Regions from separate parts of the Mus musculus genome. Here all the other regions are linked to region 1. Evidence: chromatin contacts called from public Hi-C data. All regions are on one chromosome and are shown on one strand. The core of a region is the stretch at or near the end of the contact, and the rest is flanking DNA. Distances in the headings are between cores, read along the strand shown.

Region 1 (5,715 bases), core at 289-2,788:
GATAATTAAGCTATCAATTACCCGGGTGGGAAATCAGCCGCGCTTCCCACAGCTCCACGGAAGGGCCGACTCCTCCGGAATTCGCGCTGGGAATCAGCAGGCGGCAAGCTGCTGGCGAACTTTCTGATTAACTTTACTATTTGAGCCCCCTACCCCCATCAGTTTCCTCTTCGGTCCTTTTTCTTAGCCCAGTAAGTGAACAGCAATGACAAGCCTACGCACGACTAGGAGTAATGGAGAAAAGAGAAGGTGATAGGGATAGCGGGGACGGAGGGAGAATCTAAAAGTAGAGATCTTGGGCTCAGAACCTCAGTCCTCAAATATCGACTCAATCGATTCCAGCCCCAATTTAAGGAAAGCCAAAAACCGAAGCTCAGAGGGTAAGAGACTTAGCCAAGGTCACCAAGACCATGAGAAGGGAAAGCTTTTGAGGACTGGGTCTTTCCTTGTTCACGTAGCTAGTCTGAATTGATCCTAAGAAAACCGGTCTTGAAGGGGAGGATCCACAACTCGAGACTAGACAGAGGGGGCAGACAACTGGAGCTGTCCAGAAGAGCAGTGCGCAGCATGACCATGAACTGGCTTCAGAGCAAGGGTCTTCCTTGCCCAGTACCTGGTCAGAGCACACCGAGAGACTTGGGGTCTTCTGCGTCCTAGATGCAAGGGGCGGAGCTCAGAGAATTGATTGCAAAACTGAGAGCCAGGTCCCCGCTGCGGGATCCTTGGCACGCCCCCGGGCTCCCAGAGCGCGCGCTCCAGGACCTCCTGCCCCACACTTCTTTACAACCACCTGTGCGCCCTCCGGGCCCCTGGGCTGCCCTTTGCCAACCCTGATGGGGCAGCCTGGAGCGGGGATTCCCAGGGCGCCCCCACCCGTCCGGTATCACTTAGGGGTTCTGGGTTTCTTGGGACTCCGCGTGTGCGGCGCCTACCCTTACCCAGGGTGAAGAAGGGCAGCTCAGTGTTGTCCAGGTCATCTTGTACCGCGATGCGCCCGGGGAGCTCATTACGCACAAAGAGAAGGAGACGAGACTCCGCGGCTGTGCCGGCTGAACCCGCGGAGCCCGGGGACGCGGCGGAGGCGGCAGCAGCAGCAGCTCCGGCCCCGGCTCCGGTCCCGGCCCCAGCCCCGGCCGCGGCCCCGGTGCGGGCACCGCTCCAGCCGATGTCGCTTTCCCGCAGAGCGGGCAGCGTGGATACGGTGACGGTCTTGAGCCGGCATGGGCTGTCGGGCTCCCGCGAGGCGGCGGCGGCCGTGGCGCCGGCCAGCAACGGCGGCGGCGGCAGCAGGAGCAGAAACAGCAACAGCAGCGGCGGCGGCGGTGGCGGCGGCGGCCCCGGGTGGAAGCCGAGCCTCGGCCGCCCCCGAAGCCCCAAGCCGCGGCCCGGGCTGCGCCGGGCGCCGGCGGCGGCCATGGCAGGAGGGGCTGCGGTGCTGCGGGCGGTGGCGACCGTGAAGAAGAAGGAAGAAGAAGCAGCGGTGGAGACAGCGGACACTGAAGCGAACCAGGACGCCCGAGCTAAGGAGCCTAGAGAGCCACTAGCCAGCAGCCCCCAGCTCGGGGCTCCGCCTCCCGATCAGCCCTGGACCGCCCCCCCGCGCCGCCTCCCCGCGCCCCGCCGCCGGCCCCCCCTTCGCCCGCTCCCCTGGCGGACCCTGAGCTTTTCGGAGGCTCCGCCCGGCTTCGTACAGGTCCCAGTAGCTCCCTCCCCTTTCTTAGGTTTCCCCTAAAGCCTCCTGCACAGGGTTCTTCAGCTCCAACATCTCTCTCTAAAATTCTTTACACTTAGGGGCCCCTCTTGCGTCTCCTCCAATCTCTCTTAAGTCAAATCAACTACCTTAGCTTCATCCCACCCTTGGCTCAAGCTGCAGTACACCCGGGAAAGCACTGTCGCCAAGCCTTGACCAAGGCCAGGCCTTCCTGGGAGTTGAGTGCTCCTCTGGACAGCCAAGACAACTTTCTCCTCCCCACATCAATCTCAAGAATCAGTCTCTTCAATCTTCTACCCTGTTCTATCTTCTGAAATAAGTTCCCAGAGGCATCAGGAAATCCTCCCCAACCACTTGTCTGAAATCTCACTACCAGGAGGACCACACGTCATTTCTCCATCCAGGTCTGGGTTGCAGCCTTGAAGGCTAGTGCACACATAAGCTTGGGACTTTGACCTCTAATATGTTCCCCACCAGTTGACTCCAGCTGGGCTGTTCTGGCCCTTAGCTGCCTCCATGCTGGCCCTGCCAGGCAGCCCACTCAGGCACTTTTACTCTGCCTCCCTGCTCCAAGTTTGGAGCAGCTTTACTTGGCAGCTTCCAATCTCAGTAAGAAATTCCTGAAAAGGGCACTAGGAAGGGACCTTTCCTGGCATCCTAGGCTTTGGGTCGTTTCCCAGTTCCCACAGGAGAGGGCTGTTCACTCATCAACTCTGCTCATGGCACACACACACACACACACACACACACACACACACACACACACACACACATATTTCCCTGGAGATTCAAGTTTAACCTTAAATCTGGGTCTTAGAATACCCTGTGGCCTTGGGCTGATTCCAGTTTCTAACCTAGATACATCAGACCTATACTGAAAGGGAAACATCACCTCTGTGAGAATGGACCTGCACACTCTCCTTTGCCTAGTAAAACTTTTCTTCATCTTCTTACCTCTTTTGCTCTGTCTTTCATCTCTGCACTCATTTCCTTCTTCCCTGCGTTGACTTTAATCTTACAAAAGCTTCCTCACTATAATTTATGAGCCATTTCCCTCCTCTGTGGAGCTTGGCTGTCTGTTCCTTACTGTAGTCTTACCATTGGCTGTTTTGTTTTGTTTTCCCCCTAACTTTTCCTTTCTGCCTCTTCCCTTTCACACTACTCTTTCATTTTTCCCTTCACCACTTTTTGAAACTATTTTGAAGCTTTTGGAAAAAGTCAGATATCTAAAAACACAGGGAAAATATAGGTCTGTGCACTTCTCTAGGTTTTAGACATGTGCATACGTGAGTTTTATACATAATTATAACCCCATGAGGGTGGTGTGCACTTTCCCGTTTTTTTTTTGTTTGTTTGTTTGGAAAAAAAAAAACAACCTGGGATCAGTATGTCAGGAAAGTGAAGAAACTTTCCAAGGTCACTTGGCTAAAAACCAAGATTCAAACTCTCAACCTCTAAGCCTTACCTATTTCTATGAAATTGAACTGCCCTCAGTGACCTTGGGGACTGAGTCCTCTGGGGCTACTGAGTTTGAAAAATGCAGCTCCCAAACTCCACTTACTTATCTGTGAACCCTCGATGTGTGTTGGGGGGTGGTGGTGGTGGTGACATCTAGCTTTTCAGGTCCTCTGATTTGAAATGATCTCCTGCCTCTCTGATGCCGGCTCCAGTACATTTACTCCTCCAGATATGTTGCCCTGCTGCCTTCAGTCTCTCCTTTGTACCCTTACAATCCGCCACTATCCTCTGCCATGGGGCTTTCTGATTCTCTATGCCCCTTTCTTCAAATATGCTGACATAGTCCATTTATAGAAGTGCACACTAGGAAAAAAAGGGCTCCCTTATGTAAGGCAGAGTCTGTGGAAGTCCTTCATGGACCTCTGATATAAAGGCCTGTCAAAGGAGGTGAACACTTTCATTCATTCATTCATTCATTCATTCATTCATTCACCAACATATACCCCACCGAACCCGGTAGTGGATGTGGTAATGTATAAACATTAACTACTGCGTTTAAGAGAACTAAAAATAAATGATGGATGAGGGAGGTCCAGGGAAGATACCTGGGCAGAAGTAGCTCATGTTTCACAGGCAGACTGGCAGGAAGGGAGACTTTGTGGGGTCTTGTGATTACAACTTGGAAATATCAGAGCAATCTTTCCAGAGGAGGTGGCACTGGAGTTAAGCCATAAAGGTTGGCAGCCTCCAGTGGGTACCACAACTACATGCTTCTAAATGAATCTTTTTCCTGCATCAGAAGTGCTTCGTAGTCAGAGGTGCAGACCAAGAACCTAAGATTTCTAGACATTTTGTCAGCCTTCACTGCAGTTAAAGCTCGAGTACAAGATGCCAAATTTAGGAATCAGCCTGAGCTACTCCTGATTCAGGGAGGGGAAGTGATATTATGAAGAATCCATTAGGACCAAAGTGTCAACATTTGGGGCAATTACATCTGGATTTCATTGCTTATCAAAGTGGTTTGACTGTTTGGAGCCTGGTGTCTTAGTATACACCAACGACACTTCTTGGTGAATTGCCCCTTCTGGTGAATAGCGTGATTATATCTCACCAGGCCGGTTCAATGTTGGCGTTTTGATCTGTGCTCTTCACTTTAGGGGTTCTTAGGCCAGACTCAGAACTCAATTGGTGATTCTGTATGATCTAATCGCACAGAATTTTGGATTCTCTTTCTGCTTAAATTATTCAGAATTAGTTTCTGTTGCTTGCAACTCAGACATCTGTCTGAGGAAACGGGAATGCGGAAACAGAGGGCAGAAAGGGCAAAGATTATGGTGGGAGATGGAGGCAATTCACTGAGGAGTAGAGGAGAGAGGGGAAGGGGAATACAGAAAAGTCTTGTCACTGAGCACAGAACCAACTTTACTGTCAAATCTGGAGTGACCACAGAAAAGGATTTGAGTTTCCAAGCACATGCACTCTGACTCAGAAATTACAATTAAGTGTGCACCAAGGGATGATGGTAATTTCTACCTTACGTACGGTAGGTGCTCCATAAATTCTAATTACTATTTTTGTTGTTGTTGTTGTTTTGTTGTTTTGATTTTTTTCGACACAGGGTTTCTCTGTATAGCCCTGGCTGTCCTGGAATTCACTTTGTAGACCAGGCAGGTCTTGAACTCAGATATCTGCCTGCCTCTGCCTCCCCTAATTACTATTTTGATACATGCTTTCAGAAACATCTGGAGTAAGACTTTTAAATCTACAATTCAGTCACAGATGTGAGCTCCCAGACTGAAGAAAGATGGGAAAGTTGACTTTAATCCCACACTTTGCAAGTGGCAGTAAACAGAAGTATCAGACTCTCCAACTTTCATGTTATCTGCCTTAGATGGTTCTTCCCCACACCCTGTACAGACCCCTCCATCTTTTTTTTTTTTTCCATTTTTTATTAGGTATTTAACTCATTTACATTTCCAATGCTATACCAAAAGTCCCCCATATCCACCCACCCCCACTCCCCTGCCCACCCACTCCCCCTTTTTGGCCCTGGTATTCCCCTGTACTGGGGCATATAAAGTTTGCAAGTCCAATGGGCCTCTCTTTCCAGTGATGGCCGACTAGGCCATCTTTTGATATATATGCAGCTGGAGTCAAGAGCTCCGGGGTACTGGTTAGCTCATAATGTTGTTCCACCTATAGGGTTGCAGATCCCTTTAGCTCCTTGGCTACTTTCTCTAGCTCCTCCATTGGGAGCCCTATGATCCATCCATTAGCTGACTGTGAGCATCCACTTCTGTGTTTGCTGGGCCCCGGCATAGTCTCACAAGAGACAGCTACATCTGCGTCCTTTCAATAAAATCTTGCTAGTGTATGCAATGGTGTCAGCGTTTGGATGCTGATTATGGGGTGGATCCCTGGCTATGGCAGTCTCTACATGGTCCATCCTTTCATCTCAGCTCCAAACTCCGTCTCTGTAACTCCTTCCATGGGTGTTTTGTTCCCAAATCTAAGGAGGGGCATAGTGTCCACACTTCAGTCTTCAT
Region 2 (6,069 bases), core at 3,103-5,602, 89 kb before region 1:
CAGAGGGAAACTCTCTTTCTTTTAAAAGAGGGAGGGAGAAAGATGATTAGTTTCCTCTTTCTCGATGTTTCCAGTACGTCTCTTCAACAACCATCCATTCATGCCCCATTTAATTTTCACACATATTCTAGGATGCTAATTTCCTTTCAGACTTCACTGAGCAGGCTTCTCAGCTTCTGTCTCAAGGGCACAGAACCCCAAAAGCTAAAAGGAAAAGCAAGCTGTGCTGTAGGGATGAGCTTCTTTAAGCTCCAGAGCTGTGAGTTTATATACAGAAGGAAATAAAAGAAAAGCGGGATGAGTCATTTTTATCTTTTTATTGTTATTGTTTTTTCAAATCTTTCTTTGTAGCATAACAATGGTAAGGAGCTATGAATTCAGATCTCCTTTTTGACAGCTGTATGGTTTCATTGTCCTTCCATATTTATGATCAAGGAGACATAGAATACTATATGAGTGAGTAGCTAATATCTTTTAACTTGTGTATACATATGTTTACTACTCCCTTTAATCAAAAGAAGAGACTCTAAGTGTTATGGTTGGTATCTGGTGTCAACTTGGCAGGATCTAGAATCAGCCATACGCAAGTGTCTGGGCATGCCATTGAGGGATTTTCTTGATTTGTTTAACCGAATGGGGAAGATTCACCCTAAATGTGTATGGTATCAGTCTGTAGGCAGGAGTCTTGGACTACATACAAAGCTAGAAAAGCACAAACATCCACCTCTCTGTTTTGTGACAAATGATGCAATGTGACCAATTTCTTTCTGTTCATGAATTCCCTGCTGTGATGGGTCATAACCTAATAAATTCTTTCTCCTTTAAGTAACAGTAAAAAATAACTAGAAAGTGAAGTAGCATCATTTGATGAATATTGTTCAATGAGGCATGATTGATAGAACCACATAATAGGATATCAATGTACCTCAAAAAACAATGAAGTTGTTTGATAAAGAGATGGATCAATGGTCAAGATCATTGACTACTTTTCCAGAGGACTAGTGTTTGATATCCACCATCAACATGGCATCTCACAACCTCAGCTTTAGGAGATGTGACACTGTTGCTTCTCTGAGCACAAAATACATACATAGCATACAGACATACACGCAGGAAAAACACTCATATGTACCAAATAAGATTTAAGAAAATTAAGTACTGATAGATGTTACATCATACGCTATGCAAAAGAATACAACTACAGACCTCTATATTTTTCACATATATAAAATGTCCAGAAAGTACAGTAGTGATTGTTTAAGCTAGGGATGGCAGTAAAGAAGCCAGTGATGCACTAGATAAAAGTATGTTGTTGGTCTAGAACTGATTGGTAATGAGTATATGTATCTGTGCATTATATTAAAATCTGTTAAATAGTATCAATTATATATTATATAGCATGTGAATTTGTCTCAATAATGCTAGGAAGAGAATAAAAGGAAAAGAGGAGGTGGGAGAGGGTGTGTGTGTGTGTGTGTGTGTGTGTGTGTGTGTGTGTTTGTGTGTATGTGTGTGTGTCCATCTGCCCTAGTATCTGAACCCATCTGGAAGACTCCCGACTCCTATTTATTCCACCTCATCACCTGGCCATTGGCATGTACCACCTCAATGAATTCCGAGGATGGTTCTGTGAAACGTGGATTGTGGATGACTGTTCTCATTTCATAAATGAGGAAATTGAGAGCCAGAGAGGAAAGATAATGTGCTCTCTTGCCAAAGGGAAATTTAATTTACAGAGAAGAAAACTGATTTTTCTCAACATCTCCATATATGAGGAACATACCTTGGTTCATTATAAGCAGAGATTGTGAAAGCCACAAGACACCCTGAAACAGTCTGGTGACTTTCAAATTGCCCCCAAAATGCCATGATTGAATGATGGTCATGAAGATGCGGGGGGTTCACTGCCAGCCGATGGGAGACGTTCACTCATGTGGTTTTTCACTTCTATTTTACATGTGGAGAATCCATATAAAATTCCAAAGAATCATTATTAAGATAATGTGGAAGCTACTAATCTTGTCCACCTTACCTGTTTTAAACATAACCCAAATGAGAAAGGAATAAGGTCTCTTGGACTTGTATGGTGAGTTAATTCCAGTGCTGGGAATGAGGCCAGTATTTGAGAGTCCCATGTCACACACGCTTCTTAGTCCAAATTAATAGCCTGCTTGGTACAAGACCAGACTGGGGAATTGTACTTTCCCACCAGCCCTTGCTCCAATCCATGTTCAATACCAGAGGTCAACAAACTTTTCCTGGCAAGAAGCAGATGGTAACTACTTTGATCTTTGCAGGCTGCAGGCCATATGAGCTCTGAGGTGATTAACTTGGTGACTGAAGAAAGTAGCCAGAAAGTACCCAGTACACAGAAAGGGGGAGGGGGGACTGCATTCCAATAAAGAGGGAGGCAGATTTGGCTTGTGGTCAGTTTGCTGCTGTTCTCTTCGAGCAAATCATTTTCTAAATGAACCTGAAAGAGATGGGATACAGTCCCTCCTCAGTACCCATGAGATGGGAAGTGAGAAAAATTCAGGTCATTACGCTTTGAGAGGCAGGCTCCAACTTAACTATAACAACAGCATACATCAGTCACTTCTTTGAGACTTTTTGTTCAACATACAAATAACAGTATACATCCTGGGGATTACAAGGATTATAAAAGTGAAAAGTCAGGGTGAACGTTGATGGTGGAGACAACAATGATAAAGCTAGACCCACTGTGGACCTTCAACTCTCCTAACCTTGCTCTAAAGCTTTGCTAATGAAGCCTTCCTTATCAATTTCTTTTGTACATCAAGCTTTCCCACGCCTTGCTGGCTCTAGACCCATTACTCCCCTAGCTTGGCATATATTTCTTCATACCTTCCTGTAGTTAACCCTTTTCATTTTTCCTAGTATCAACTTAATTTACCCTTGATGTTTATTTTCATCTTCATCTTCTTTTTTAAAAAAAATAAAAGATTTATTTTATTTATATGTGTACACTGTAGCTGTCTTCAGACACACCAGAAGAGGGTTTCGTATCCTATTATGGATGGTTGTAACCCACCATGTGGTTGCTGGGAATTGAACTCAGGACCTTTGGAAGAGCAGTCGGTGCTCTTAACCACTGAGCCATCACTTCAACTCCCTCACCCCATTTATGCTTATTTTCAAGATAGCGCCTGCCTCTCATTTTCATCCACTTTTTTGAATGAACATATTGATGTTTCTTCATAAACTTCTTGCTACCTCAAATTTCCTTACATATATTTTATATTTATCACCTGTTTCTTTCTGGGTTACAAAGGAACCTTATTGAAATTCTCTGATTCAATAGAATATAAAATTGCTCTCAGAACACAGTACACACTCAATAAATATTTTAAAGATTAAAAACAAAAGGAATCATGAGCCCCAAATTTGCTATAATTTCATAAATTACATTCTCTATCCTAAACTCTGTGTTTAAGAAATATTTGGTTCTAGCACAATATATGAATCTCATGCTAGGAAGGTCAGCCTGGTAATGGTTCCTCAATTAGATTCAGATTTACCTGAAGCATGAAAACCACACACCTCAAATTATCTTTGTCTCTATTGACATTGGTTTCTGAGAGCTGGCACTGTCCCCAAATTGTGGAAAGGACATTTCCTTATCACCCATAGTGAATCAAAATGGAGAAAATTTCTTAGCTTAATAAACATCTTTTAGCTTAATGCTTTTTTATACATGTTGCTAATGAGGAAACTGGCACAAACACACACACACACACACACACACACACACACACACACACACACACACCACAGAGAGAATGGCCTTTTCATAGTCTTGTCCTTGTTCTTCAATGAGGGATGAATCTCTTGAATCAGTTAGGTCATAAAATATTGGCATCATAGTCACCTCCAAAGGTATCCCCACCCCAATAGATGAATAAAAAGAGCAAGAAGACGAAAAGGGTTTGGAGAAGACAATAGTGCACTAATGTTTAGAATTATTGCTAAAGCCCATGTCTATATACACCTAGGAATGAAATCTGTCCCTTTCCTTTCATGTTGCTCTTTGGATAAAAAATAGGACAGAGAGAAAAGGAAATGAAATTATTCCAGGCACACATTCAGTGATGCTCATAAATCCTGACAATATTAACAACACACGACAGCTTCATTGAACAAATTGGCAGCAAATGTAGGCAGCTTAAGGAGGCAGGAGGTCTAGGGAAAAAAAACGAGGAAAAAGAAGACCACCAGGCATGCAAAATGTTCCCATTGCGCTCTTTTCTAAGTCTGCTTGTAAAGTAGGGCTCAAACAGGAGGTGCTGTGGTATGTGAGAGTCTGAAGGAGTGTGAGTGTGCTTGCTGCATTCGGCTCTCAAGAGACTGTGCAGTGAATAATCCATTCGTAAATTGTCACTCATCCTTTATACAAATTAACCTCCAACCCCCTCTTGCTGGGATTAATTTGCTCTTTGTTTCCTTGACATCTAGCTGGGAAGAGTTAAAAAGAATCAAAGCAGGTTCTTTAGGAGGTGAAAAGGGGAAAACAAAACGGGGTTTCTAGGGGCCCAGAACCTTGGGTAATTAGTCTCTGTTCTAATGCTCCTGTCTGGAGACAAGGGATAAGCTCAGCTCAGCTCTTGTGTTCTACTGTGCGTGTAAAGAAGGCCATTTTAGCCTCCAGATTCTGAGAAATAATAGTTGAATCTCACCTTTACTCTTTGGCTCGCTTTACTCAGTGATTTGCAAGTACTATGTCAGTTCCCAATAACCCAATATCATGGAGGTTCTGGACAGAATAAATCTTTTATAATGCTCCAGATATAGGACTCCCTACTTCCCAGCCAATAAGTATATGGTATAAGAGAGCATCCTATACCACATATAAGCTTCGCTCATTTCTTAGATGGTTTCATTCTTAAGTATTTCCTTTGAAGTTCCCATCCAGAATAGTCTATGCCTTTGAAGGGGTCATATCACATCTTTCTCCCAGGTTGGAAGCTTCAGCCATTGTGAAACATTCTTTCATAAAGACTAAATTTGAAATTAAATTAAAATACTACTAGTAATATGCTCAAAAGCAAGACTCTTCCACTTTTCTACTTAGCTGTATGTCAGTTTTCTGTTATAGTATATATGAGTAAATAAGACATCTAACATTATTTTTGGAAAGCAAAGCAACATAAATGAATAAATATATAAATGATTTTAAATAATACTAATGCTAAAATAAGACAAGTTTTAAAAACACATATGTGCAAATTACAACTAATGGGAAGAGTCTAAGAACTCATATATACCCCTAAGGCATTTCTCCATAAGTGTAAAAATTACTATGCAATGAGAGCACCTACTTCACAAAGAGGCCACAGGCCAGTGGAGATAGCCAGATGTTGTATGGCGTTTGCAAGAATTAAAATGATTTCATTATTCACAGAGGAGTGACTTTTACCTTCTGGGTGTTAAACATCAAAATTCTATTCCAAATTGACATGTCTGAATAATCTTTGGAGTGTTATAAATAGGAATAAAAGAGCAGTTATTTTTCTTTATTATTTACTACATAATCACAGGAGATCATGTTAATTAACATGCGTAGGAGTAGATGAAGAATGACTCCTTAAATTCTTCTATCAGGCTCATGCAGGTTTTTAGGAAGAGCAAACCAATTCATCTAAGGAATAACATTTGGAGGGTTAAAGAGAAAGATGACTTTTAGAGGTGGGGCGGCCCTCAAGTACATGCTAGCGCATTTGTGTGACGCCAAGTGTGTCTGCAATGTTGATTTTTGTTTTCCACGATGCAGACGTCAGGTAATGAGGCCTCACGGGAAGAAACAGTAGGAATGTTCTCTTCAAATACTGAGAAATAGGTAGTATTTTGAGTGACTATGCAGGGCACACTGAATCCGATTATGGTTAAGGGGAGACACAAGGGACTACACTGTCAACCTCAAGGCCCAGGGGTGGGGACAATGTATGAAGAAGGTTTCTTACAACCTTGGGAAAGTCAATGTAACATGAATAGTAAGTCCACACATCTTTCCTCATGTAGATATATATTGGAACAAATATCAAGATCTGTCCT
Region 3 (6,213 bases), core at 2,755-5,254, 120 kb after region 1:
ATACTTGTGCCATTGATTCCCTGCCACTAGCCTCAGCATAAATTAGGTGTATAGACAGTATCTGATGAAGCATAAAAAGATGCCACTCCACAACTGCCATAAGAAGTAGTCCTGACCATACTAACATGACAGGCACCAGGTCATGTGAACGGATGGCTTGGCCTTAGAGGAGGCACTGTGAATGTCACACATGAACTGCATATCTGAGACTGCTTATTTATTATCATGCATCATGATCTGAAGATTTAGCATCAAAGCCATGGTTCTGCTCCGTTACCACACACATCATGGAATAAACACACTCTTGGTGTGTCCCAAACATTGGTTGATGATTTAGTGCTTGAGACTCTGGGCTCTGTATTCAAATGAACTTATTTCATGTAACTTCACCACATACCTTCTATAGGAGCATAGGCTAATAACTTTTCTCTAGATCTCACGTTTTTCATTTCCAAAATGTAGAAAAGAACAATGCCTACTACATAGAATCATGGTGATGATTGAATGAGAAAATTAATAGAAAACATTTAGCATGATTGCAGAAATAATAATCCAATGTGATACAGACAGTAGTGGCTCTAGTAATTGGAATTATGATAGAGAAGAGCTTTGGATTTATGTCTTGCTTTCTCTCTCTCTCTCTCTCTCTCTCTCTCTCTCTCTCTCTCTCTCTCTCTCTTTTTATTAGGTATTTTCTTTATTTACATTTCACTATACCCTCCCCCCATCCTGCTCCCCTACCCACACACTCCCACTTCTTGGCCCTGGCATTCCCCTGTATTGGGGCATATAAAGTTTGCAAGACCAAGGGGCTTCTCTTCTCAATGATGGCCAACTAGTCCATCTTCTGCTACATATGCAGCTAGAGACATGAGCTCTGGGGGTACTGGTTAGTTCATATTGTTGTTCCACCTACAGGGTTGCAGACCCCTTCAGATCCTTGGGTACTTTCTCTAGCTCCTCCATTGGGGGCCCTGTGTTCCATCCTATAGATGACTGTGAGCATTCACAAATTATTCTGCATTTGCTGGTCTTGGCTACATGAATTGGAGGCCATCATCTGATGGGCTATAAATCAACTCCTATAGCTTCCAAGAGACTTGGGGCTTATCACAATTTTTGTTCTTCTTAAACTTGGCTACTTTGATGACTGTGCTAATGCAACTCAGATGCTTGTGTTCCTAGATCCCATCCACAGTAAGCATGGCTCCCTTTGTTTTAGCTGAACAAAGGTGATAGCGACACTTTGATGGGCCAGCTTAGTGGGCTGTCCCCTGGCTGTCCCTGACTGCTTGGGATTTGTGTCAGTGCCAGCCTGCTGTGATCATGAACAAAGAAAGAAAATGGTAGTGTTTTTATTTTTAACAAAGTGACTCATCCTCCCTCTGGCTATGAGCTATGGAAAGCACAGGAAGACAGCAGGCGATATTAGAAGGACAAGTTCAGGACACTTTCACCCCATTGGGAACCAATTTCAGGAGATGCCATCCTGTCTTGTTCAGCTTAGTCTGCCCTGGAAAAGACGTTGAACTCAAAGAGGTTGGCTACACAGGAAAGGAAAGTCACCATAAACAGCAAATACCAAAGATAATTAGATCCCTGGCAATGGGCAGAAGAAAGTACTAATTATGTAATATGTGAGTAGGGACAAGAACATCTTGAATCTTGGTTTCCAAATGTTGTCTTCTACCAGAAGCTTTTAAGCTAGGTTTAGCAGACTCATCATAGCAGGCCCTGGAGCCCCTGTGAACTTGTAACTTTCTTGCCTACTTACACCAGAGTGCTTCTGCTTGTATATACTTCACTGATTAAAATCTCAAGAGTTAGTGTAATTATTGGGTCCTTATAATGTGCCAGGAATTGCACTAAACACTCAATAAGTGTGAAGTTATTGAGCTCTACAGCAACCTTATGAAATATTTACAGCAACTATTGCCATTTTACACTTTATGAAACAGAGGCTTAAAGCCAAGGTAAATCATTTGCCCCGAGTCAGAAGGCTAATAAGCAGTTTTGTCAGGGCTGGAAATCAGGCCTGTCTGTCTGCTGAGCCCATTTCCTTAACCACAATACTCCACCGTTCTTCATGCTGGGTTTCCATGTAAGCTTTCATTTTCCAAAAGTGTTCCATGGTTATTTTAAAAGAAATAAAATAAGTTTGAAAGTGACAGATTAGATGTTCTGAGATCCCTCCTAGCTCTAAACACCCAACTTTCATGATTTTCAGAAGGAAAAAAAGTAGAGGCTGTGTAACTGGGGTTGATGGTGACGGGCAATGGGCAAGTTCTGAGATAATAATAGTCACTAGCATCTGAGAGCTTAATAAGCCAGGCCATGCTCTAAATCCCTCACTCACATTAGCTCGTTTAATCCTTGCACCAACCTTCTTTGGCGAGTGCTATTATTGGTTCCATTTCTGGATAAGGAAACAATACAATGAGATCATCACTCATTCAAGGTCATGCAAATACAAGGTCAAAGACCAGTGTGCATCTTTGCGGCTGTACTATATTGAGATGCCTTAATCTGGAAGAAAATGACTTTCTTTAATATCAGCATTTATATTTCAACACCAGGCCAATGCAAATTTATGTAAATAGACATGCAGATCAGCTGCTACCCTGGCATTGGTGCCAGCTTCCCCTCAGGGATGTCAATGTAACAAAATTTAGCCATTGTCAATGATCTGAGCTACCACATGAGCAGACATTTCCTTAATTCCCTACATTTCTCAGACATGGAGGCAATACATATATTCACAGAGCTTGTGCTTTTATATGTTTTAATTTTATCTTTTTTTTTCCTTAGGTTTTCAACTGTGGGTAGTTGATACTCATTTACAAGGAGACCAGTTCTTCACTTCTATCTCATACTGCCTTTTCACACTCTTTGCTTGTGAGCCTTGCTGCAGTCCTGCAGGGGGGCCAAGCAAATGTTAGCATGGCTCTTGTGCTGAGGAGAAGTTTGCTCAGGCTCCCTCTACAGTTGCTCTGGTGCCTGTTGTAGCATTTTTAGACTTTTCCTGATGGTGTCATATCCTTTCTTTGCTGAGTGCAGGGAGGGAAGCTAGCAACCCCGTGGACTAATGGAAAGGAATGGCTTTTACTTTTTTCCTGTATTTTTATTTTATATGTATGGATGGGTTGCCTGAATATGCATGTCCATGTACCACATCTGTGCCTGGTGCTTCCCGAGGTCAGAAGAGGGTTTAGATCTCCAGTGAGAAGAGTGACAGACAGTTATGAGTCACCATGTGGGTGCTTGGTATGGAACCTGTGTCCTCTGGAAACACAGCCAGTTGTCACCACTGAGCTGTCTATCCATCTTCATACTGCTCTTTTGAAAAAAAAAAAAAAAGAGCTCGGGATATCCCTTAGTTGGTAGTGTGAGTGTCTATTATGCATAGAACATGGGTGGGTACTCCAGCCCAGCACAAAGCAGGTGTGTTGCCTGTTATCCCAGGGCACAGAAGGTAGGGGTGGGAGATTCAGACATTCCAAGGTCATCTTTGGCTTCAAAGAGAATTCTAGGCTAGCCTGAGCTACCTAGGGAGAGTGGGTAGTAGGACAAACACATAACCATGGGAAGACTAGCACTGTAATAAAGAAAAGGGGGTCATTTAAGAGCAAATAAGGTATCGCTAATAATTACACTAATGTAGCTAGTATAAACTTAGAAATCTTGAGAAAAGGTGAAGGCATGATCACCCCGGCTAAAAAGCAAAACCTCGATTTCTATGCACCATAGTGACTCTCTCTTTGTTCTGAGTTTTAGAAAGGTAAAGCATGCCCAGGGTCACATAATAAATACATGGCAGAGCTGTCTGTCCGATTCCAAAAGCTTGGGCTGTGGCAGATATCACAGATGGGGACTCTTGACATTCTAGCCACGAAAGAACTGACCGCATACTTCCTTTCTGCTCCCGGTTATGCTGCCAGCCATTGTCCTTGGATATGGGAACTCAGGTGAAGTGTGATGACTGTGCTGTCCCAGAAGAGGGCAGTGTTGCCATGTCAGCCAAGTCAGAGGCTACAGGAAACAGGAAGGAGGCCTGGATTGAGCAGGACTAGTGGCCTGGCTCAGCATCCCTAGAAAAGCCAGCCCCACCAGGCTGCCTCAAAACCAGCTGCTTCCCTGGCTTGCATCCCCTGAATCCTCACGGTAGATAAAGCTGCTGTCCCCATCACCTGTCTACTGGCTCCCATGATCCAACACCTGAACAAATTAGAGAACTCTGTGCCACCTGGGGTACAAAGAGGCCCAGAGAGAGTTTCCAGATAGAAAATAGGAACCGTTGCCATTTTTTATTTGCTCAGAATTATTCTAGAGCTGGGAGTGCTGTTGACATACTTGTTACCACTTAATCTTTAATAAGGAATCATTTTCATGGGGGAGCTGAGTTCTGGATCCATGCCAGTTTAGATAATTATATTCCCCCAGAAGACTGAAGCTGCTAAGGCAGAATTCTTTCCAAGAAGAGTGAGAAGTCTCAAAGACTGAGATTAAGTGTAAAATAGAGATTGGGGGTGGGTATCAAAAATGGTCTGTGGGAAAGAGACACCATGGCTTGATGAGGGCAAACCTCAAAGTGGCGCCACATAGCAGATTGTTTTTTTCTTCTTGTTTCCTTTGGGCTCATGGAGAGTGAGAGTCATTTGTAGTTTTTTGTCTGTAAGAAGGAATTCAAATTTTGCTCTTTTTAAAAAGGCACCTGATTTACAGGGGGTGTGAAACAAAGCAGAAAATGCTAAAAGGAGGGGGAATAACAGTTCACATGAGAAGAAAAATGAATACAGAAAAAAAAATCCTTTTAACAGTTTCTCTCATCTAAAGTGGTTAGGACAGCGTTTTTTACATTAACTTCAGCATTCTCTCAGAAGGGGATAAAAATGCCCTGTGATCCTCAGCTAAGAATTGCTGGTGATTTTATATCCTCTTGCTGGCATAGATCGTAATCAACCGGAAAAACCTCAAAATGACAAACAAACAAAAGACAGCTTTGTTCTCTGAGGTTCATTAGCTCCGGACAAGGCTGAGAAGCATCAGAAAATGAGGTGCTAGAAGCAGGCAATGTACAGAGGTCACGTTGGGGTAATTCAACTCTCCCCACTGTACCATCCTGTCCCTCTCTTTGGTTGCCAGAGGCCTGGTTGCTCCAAAGAATTGAGAGAAACTGAGGCTGAGGGGTACAGCTCAAGGGTGGTTAGAAAGAAGAGGCTCCTGGGCTAGTTCACGCTGAGCCCAAAGTTACTCACCTCTGCTTTCAAGGACATTACAGAGTAGCAAGCTTCATTTCTTCTTCCAGCCCAATCCCTCTTTGTTGCATCCTCATTAAGTCCAAATGGCATCTTATTCATGGACACATACGATTAGAAACCTCAAGGAAGCGGGTTCCTCTTTTCTCTTTCTCACCATTATTGAATTCAATCTCTCCTTCCCACCACTCCCCTGCCTTCTTCCTTCTCCCTTCTTCTTCCTCTGCCCCACCCCCACTCTTCACATTATTTCACCCTTATTTTCTTACCTATGACTACTTAAATAGAATCCCGTCAGCACACTATTATTGTTATATTATATTACATGTATGTGAGTGTTTTGCTTGTATCTACACATGTTCACCACATACATACCTGGTGCCTGTGGAGATCAGAAGATGTCATTCAACCCTTGGCACTAAATTTACAAAAGGTTGGATACTATCATGTAGGTGATGGAACCTGAAATTGGTCTTCTGCACAGCTGCAATTGCTCTTAACTGCTGAGGCACTTCCTCAAGGGATGCCTTCAGCTCATTTTTGATAGCACAGTTTCTCTCCAAAGCCTTTCAGAAGCTTGTTTGTCTACACAACCAGCTTGAATTATCGTAATTTGGTGTCCTAGGTCTTTTGTGAAACGGCTTCCATCTGCCTTCCAAACTGTTTTTAGCCTAAAGTGCCTGACTATTTTCCGTTTTCCAATCATGTAATAATTCAGTTATTCCTCAACATATTCTCCTCTATGTCTTTATTCATTGTCTTAGTTAGGGTTTTTATTAGTGTGATAAAATGCCCCCAGCAAAATCAACTTGGAGAAAACTTAAGTGTTTATTTCATCTATGTCTCCAGGTAACAGTGCCTCACTGATGGAAGTCAGGAAAAGAACTCAGGAAGGGCAGAAATTTAGAGACAAGAATTGATATAGAGGCCATGAAGGGTCCTGTTTATTGGTTTGCTC
Region 4 (5,816 bases), core at 3,304-5,803, 79 kb after region 1:
AAAGCTGATCTGAATTTAGTAGGCCTGTAGGAATGAGTTTACGATAAGTCAAATAATTTAATCATTATGCCAACTCTGAAACGTTCAAGAGTATTGTCCATGTACAGATGTGATATAGACACCGAGGACTGAAAACACTGCCAAACACCCAGAACTGTGGAGAAATTGAACTGCAACATGTGTGATGCTCCCTTTCACAGCACTCCTTCTTCAGAACAGGGAAACAACCTTGACCGTTCAGGTGCCATGTCCAGATGGCTGCTTACTTAAATAAAGCACCGTGGCCCAGTTTTCAGATTTCTTTCAGCCCTTCCCCCTTTCCTTTTTCATGATGCAGCTCTTCTCTTTTTGTGAGTGTATTGGGTAGGGAAAGAAGTCAGGGACTCAGCTTTTCTCTCCCTACCCTGCTCAGCCATGTGCTGCTAGACTCTCTGCCACTTCCCACTCATCATTCTTCTTTCCAGAGACAGAGTTATGGGCCCCGAGAGAGGACTGTTCCACCAGAGTAGTCAGTTACTAATGAGCTTCATGCTGCTTCTCCGCCCCCAGCTCCCAGCCACCCTCCACCCTGATCTCCTAGGTCACCTTCATCTGGCAGCTAGAGACCTATGTGTTTGTCGTTGTGTCTGTCTATATGTATGTTCATCCCAGAAGCGGTTACACACTCCTGTGACTCTGTGAATTCACTGAGTATACAGAAACCATAAATGAGAGACCTCTTAACCACAGCCAATCACAAACAAGCTTGCCTTCAGAACTTCAGGCCTGTCGTTTCTTCACATAATAGAAAAGACCTATTTCATACTGACTCACCAAGTTCTACTCTGGCCATTCATTGCCAGAATCCCAGGACTGTTTTTATATCATGGATGATCACAATTACAACTAAACAGTAGTGGCTTCAAATATTTATATCATAAAAGCCACAACTACTGAAAGCTTGCAAAATATTCTTACACATTTTTTATATTACTTCCTGCTGTCTCACTGTAATTAAGGAGATATACATAATTTCTAGCTACGTTTTATAATGATAGAAGGAAAGCTTTAGAAGTGAAGAAAATTTTCTCTATGTGCCTGGGTGGAAGTGATAGTGCCAGGGAATCACCCCAGCAGTGGACTTCAGAGTCCGTGGCCCTAACTTGCAGCTTATGGGGACAGCAGCTCTTTTGTACACTGTGGTAGTTTGCATAAGAATGACCCACATAGGCTCATATATTTGAATACCTAGTCAACAGGGAGTGGAATTCTTTGAAAGGATTAGAAGGATTAGAGAGTGTGTTATTGTGGGGGGGGGGGGGGCGGGTAGTTGAGATTTCAAAAGCAAAAGGAAACCCAGCCTACATCCTAATCTTTCTCTCTGCCTATGGATGAGGATATATCTCTCAGCCACTGCTTCAGCACCATATATACCACCATGCTCCTTGCCGAAATGATAATGGACTGAAGTTCTAAAAATGTAAGCAAATCACCAATTAAATGCTTTTCTTTATACAAAAGGGTGGTTTATGTCATAGTCTTTTATCAGCAATGGAACGGTGACTATGATACACACTTATATACCAGACAATATGCTGAGTGTCCTATATTGATTATCTTGGAGAATTCTTCGAATTAGCCTACTGAATGAACCCTTCATTCTTCACTTACTCTGTTAATATTGAGTTCAGAGATGCTGATGTATACTAATTCAAACAATGATCAAGTGGCAAATCCTAAATTAAAGTTCATCCTCCTAGTTACCATTGCATATTGTCTATTTTGGGTCAAATTATGTTCTTCCCCATACTTATTTTTCTACCATTTCAGTGGCCCATGTTGAAGTACAGCTTTAAAAGATTGAATGGGAAAATTCCACAGCAAATTATTTTACGAGTGCATTCTTTACTTTTCTTATTACTATGGCATAGTACTTGACAAAATCAACTTAAGGAAATAAGGGGTTATTCTGGCCTCAGATCTTTATAGAAGTGAAGCCATAGTTGCAGGAACATGAGGCATCTGGTTGTAATGCCACTGTAGTCAGGAAGTGGAGAGAGATGAAGTATGATGCTTAGTTCAATTTAAAAAAAAAATTTATCAAGTCTGGAGCTCCAACCTGTTGGATGGCGCCACTAATACTCAGATTCAGCCTTTCCTCCTCAACTAGACATAAAGATTTAAAGATCATTTATTTATTTATTTTATTAGTAAAATAAGGTGCTTTGAAAAGACCACTGCTAGGTAGTGGTGATACATGCCTTTAATTTAAGCACTAGGGAGGCAGAAGAAAGCAGATTTCTGATTTTAAGGACAACCTCTTCTGCAGAGTTAGTTCTTAGACATCCAGGGCTAAGCAGAGAAATCTTGCCTCAGAGAGACAGAGAGAGAGAGAGACAGAGACAGAGAGAGACAGAGACAGAGAGAAACAGAGAGAAGAGACTACATCAACATAGTTTTTTAAACTATGATGTGTCACTGTTATATTTATTTTACTATTAGTTACTGTTTTTAATCTTTTAATGTGCTTAGTATATTCATTAAATTTCTCATAGTTACATATGTGGAGGAAAGCAATTATTGTTACACATGGCTTCTGGTATCCACAAGGGCCTTAAAATGCATCTCTAGTAAGGGGAATAGTTTGCAGGCAATCCCCCAGAAGCTGATCTTCTTTGGAATCAGATCTTCGAAAATGAAATCAAGATAGAGTGAATTCATACTGAACTGAAGAAGACCTTACATGAAATAACTGATGTGTTAGTGAAAAAAAAAAAAGAGGAAGATTCAGGGACACAAACACATAGAGATGGTAGCCTTATGAAGACAGAAACAGAAGTTGATTGCAATAGCTATAAGTCAGAAGAATTCATGAGCTCTAGCAACCCCCAGAGGCAGGACAATACAAAGGAGTCTTCCCCAGGGCCATCCCTGTCAATAGTAGCTTCTGAACCCAAATGAATATATTTTTGAGCCTCTGAAAGAGGTCTGGGCCATCTTTGTGAGCACAGGAGACTTTATATGGGGCTATCACATTGTTGCTCTGTTTTGCTTCTAAGTTATTAGACTCCTGGTGTCATATGATTAAGGTGACTGGGTTTAGAATCAGCTCGGAGACTGAGGCACACCAAGAAGGGAAGAGTAACTGAGAATGAAAGACCCACCTTGAATGTAGAAGGCAACATCTTTTGGGTCAGGCCTCTAGACAAAATAAAGAAGAAGGAGAGAGGTGGTATAGTTCATGCATTGTGCTTCTGTGCATCTTGACCCTCAATGATGTGGGTCCTCCTCCACCACACCAGACTGAATCCTCTTAAACCCTGAGACAAAATAAATAATTCCTCCTGTAGGTTGCCATTGTTGTATATTTGAAAACAGTTACAATAAAAACCTAATCAATATGTCATGATTCTTCATGAAATTAAAAGACTCAGATGTGGTACTTGCATTTAATCTCAGCACCCAGTATGCTGAGACAGAATGATCAACAGTATAGTGACAGCTTGGGCTATACATTAAATTTGGGGCTAATTTATGTTATGTGAAACTCTGCCTCCAAAAATATTTTAATGAAATAAAAGAAATATCATGAAGTCCTTCAGTTGAATTATAAAGTGAAATTCCAAAGGGAACCAGCAAATCAAGTTCCATGTTGTCATGGGGATTTTCTAAAGCAAGAGATAAACACTGCTTAACCAGGTGGGCTTTCAGGAATCAGTTACTGCATAGCCATAGTGTTGATATCTGTAAAATGGGAGTAATTATATCCTGGAAATGAACAAAGTCATGAATGTTTAGTGTCCGTAGAAAGGGAAAGTTAAATATGTGTGATGTGATAGATTCTTAAAGATGGCTTCTTAAAAGTGGGCATGCCTTTGGAATGATGCTTGCAGTAGAAGAGAATCTATTGCTATTGGGGGACAGAAGGGAGGGGGCTCCAGAATGCCTCAGTAGGTTCTAATTGACATTATGTGGGAAGAGGGGTACTAGATAGGATATGGGAAGGTTAATCCAGAGCATTTGATGACCGGCCTCTATTCCCAGTGTGTACTGGGTTTTGGCTAGGTGCCAAAAGGGGAGGATACCCCAGAAGGCAGGAGCTGGTTGGGTATGCTTGCTCTGCTGGGGAGTTAAGCTGTACCTTACTATATTTAGATCCTGCCTCTGTCAAGCAAGAAGTCTTCCTGACAGGGCTCCAGTTTTTCATCTCTGAAAGGCCACTCATCCATGGAGCTTGGGGTTGGAGGGGAGAAGGGAGGGGGAGGAGGAGGAGGAGGGGATCTGGCTTCTCTCTGTACCTCTGAACAGATGGGATTAAACAGGGCCCTTCTACATCCCTAGCCAAGAGTCACAGTCCTTGGCAGTGATCCCAGGACACAGACAATGGGGACTGATGGCAGCTCCTTAGATATGGCTTGCCTGGGGCAGAAGGTTTCTTCTCAGGCTGAAAAAACTTTCTTCAGACTCAGAAAAGGGATTTGGAAGAGGGAAGTGGGTGGGGCATAGGAGGCAACCCCTGATAGTTTAGTTTAGAGAGAGAAAAAACAAACAAACTAGGACACAGCTTGTAGGAGCCCAGGCCAGTAGTCCTCCCATCTGACCTTTCTTAAGTCTCTGCCAGAACCATTGGCCAAGAAGGCAGGCAGAGCAGGCCAAGAATATAGTTGACTTAGGGCTAAAAGGAGGCCAGCATGGAAAATGAGTAGGAGGGGTGAGTGGAGGGAGTTGGGCTGTGGGTGGTACAAGTGGATGAAATCTGGCTTTCTGTGCTCGTGGGAAGCAGAGTCGGGGGGGAGGGGGCGGGGGTCATGAGCAGCAGTGATTGCTGTCTCCATCCACCGAACTGAAAAATGAACCTCGGAGGAAGTGCCTCTGCCCATGTGTCTCAGAGATAGAAGGGAGCAATCTGACTCCATGGAGGCTTTCAAAAGCACCCAACCCAAACTCCTGCAATTTGAAAGATAAATTTCAAAACCACCCTCAGAGGATCACAAAATGGACAATTCCTCCATTCATCTTCTGTTGACTCCATATTGCAATCTAAGCCCTGTTCATTCCCTGTAAGTCCTCAACTCCCTCCTTTCCTAAGTAGATGACTTACCTTGTCCTTCATTTAAAATTACATCCATCTGGCACAATTCCCCGTGACTACCTTCATCTCTATTTGAGAATGTGCTCAGCATAGTCCTGACAGATTGTAAACCCCTTCGGGGCAGGCGTCCTGTTGAATTCTCTGTGGGTGTGTCTCTAGGAGGAGTAGAAGGGAGGAGGGCAGGGGATGGAGTAAATGGAGACAGAGCTGTAAGCATGCAGAGAAGTGCGGCCTCATAACAAGAATGTACTTGGAGAAAACCAGAGATAACATAAAGCCGAGTTGGGGGCCGAGCTCAGTGATGTACGCATGTCTGATGGACCTATGAAGGGCAAGGACACAGGCACATGACTGGATTTAATGATAAAATTGCTTAGGGTCATAAAGGCTGCTTGCCACCTGCAAAACAACTTCTGTATAAATGTATTAAGTCAGCAATCTCCCTATTCTCTATTTAAATGTATCTGCCAGCCTCCAGCCACATTAATTTTTTGGATTTTATTTATTTGTGTTTTAGTTAGTTAGGGGTGTGTGTGTGTGTGTGTGTGTGTGTGTGTGTGTGATGCATAGTACATGCACACATGCTGTGGCACAGGTGTGGAGGTCAGAACACCTTACTTCAGTTGACAATTGGTCCTAGGGATCTAACTTAGGTAGTTACACTCAGTGGAAGGCATCTTCATCTACTGTGCCATCTTGCCAACCCCACGTATATTTCAATAAATATCAAAAATCAAATATGGCT

Evidence for each region. A called contact is a pair of places that touch in the nucleus more often than the background predicts.
Region 2: a contact with region 1 is called in a Hi-C map of olfactory sensory neurons, with 1.8 times the contacts expected there. The contact joins the enhancer-like site here to the promoter of Astn2 in region 1. A contact is called at or near these places in 1 of 39 promoter capture datasets (stem cell-derived epiblast-like cells), 1 of 15 datasets of contacts at CTCF or cohesin (stem cell-derived epiblast-like cells), 6 of 484 Hi-C or Micro-C datasets (cerebellum, cerebral cortex, embryonic stem cells and 2 more), 1 of 115 datasets of contacts at active chromatin or transcription factors (embryonic stem cells) and 1 of 9 other capture datasets (adipose tissue).
Region 3: a Hi-C map of cerebellar granule neurons shows a contact between it and region 1, with 5 times the contacts expected there. The contact joins the enhancer-like site here to the promoter of Astn2 in region 1. A contact is called at or near these places in 5 of 484 Hi-C or Micro-C datasets (cerebellar granule neurons, cerebellum, cerebral cortex and 1 more) and 1 of 115 datasets of contacts at active chromatin or transcription factors (neural progenitor cells).
Region 4: a Hi-C map of uterus shows a contact between it and region 1, with 2.0 times the contacts expected there. The contact joins the enhancer-like site here to the promoter of Astn2 in region 1. A contact is called at or near these places in 7 of 484 Hi-C or Micro-C datasets (cerebellar granule neurons, cerebellum and uterus), 1 of 115 datasets of contacts at active chromatin or transcription factors (astrocytes) and 1 of 9 other capture datasets (liver).

What each region holds. Positions count from the first base shown.
Region 1 is chr4:66,402,945-66,408,659 of GRCm38.p6, forward strand. It overlaps Astn2 (astrotactin 2), which reads right to left and starts at 1,539. Exons shown (of 23, transcript NM_207109.2): 1 at 939-1,539. The coding sequence starts at 1,416.
Region 2 is chr4:66,310,704-66,316,772 of GRCm38.p6, forward strand. The region is part of intron 1 of Astn2 (astrotactin 2); the gene reads right to left. Among named protein-coding and RNA genes, the nearest start is that of Astn2, 91 kb to the right of the region's middle. Within about 2 kb of position 4,353, at least 8 of the 459 cell types and tissues checked have an H3K27ac peak or open chromatin away from gene starts, as enhancers often do. A contact at or near this core is called in cerebellum and olfactory sensory neurons, where this site is marked.
Region 3 is chr4:66,519,652-66,525,864 of GRCm38.p6, forward strand. No RefSeq gene overlaps it. Among named protein-coding and RNA genes, the nearest start is that of Gm25480, 21 kb to the right of the region's middle. Within about 2 kb of position 4,005, at least 18 of the 459 cell types and tissues checked have an H3K27ac peak or open chromatin away from gene starts, as enhancers often do. A contact at or near this core is called in cerebellar granule neurons, cerebellum and cerebral cortex, where this site is marked.
Region 4 is chr4:66,478,533-66,484,348 of GRCm38.p6, forward strand. No RefSeq gene overlaps it. Among named protein-coding and RNA genes, the nearest start is that of Gm25480, 63 kb to the right of the region's middle. Within about 2 kb of position 4,554, at least 51 of the 459 cell types and tissues checked have an H3K27ac peak or open chromatin away from gene starts, as enhancers often do. A contact at or near this core is called in cerebellar granule neurons, cerebellum and uterus, where this site is marked.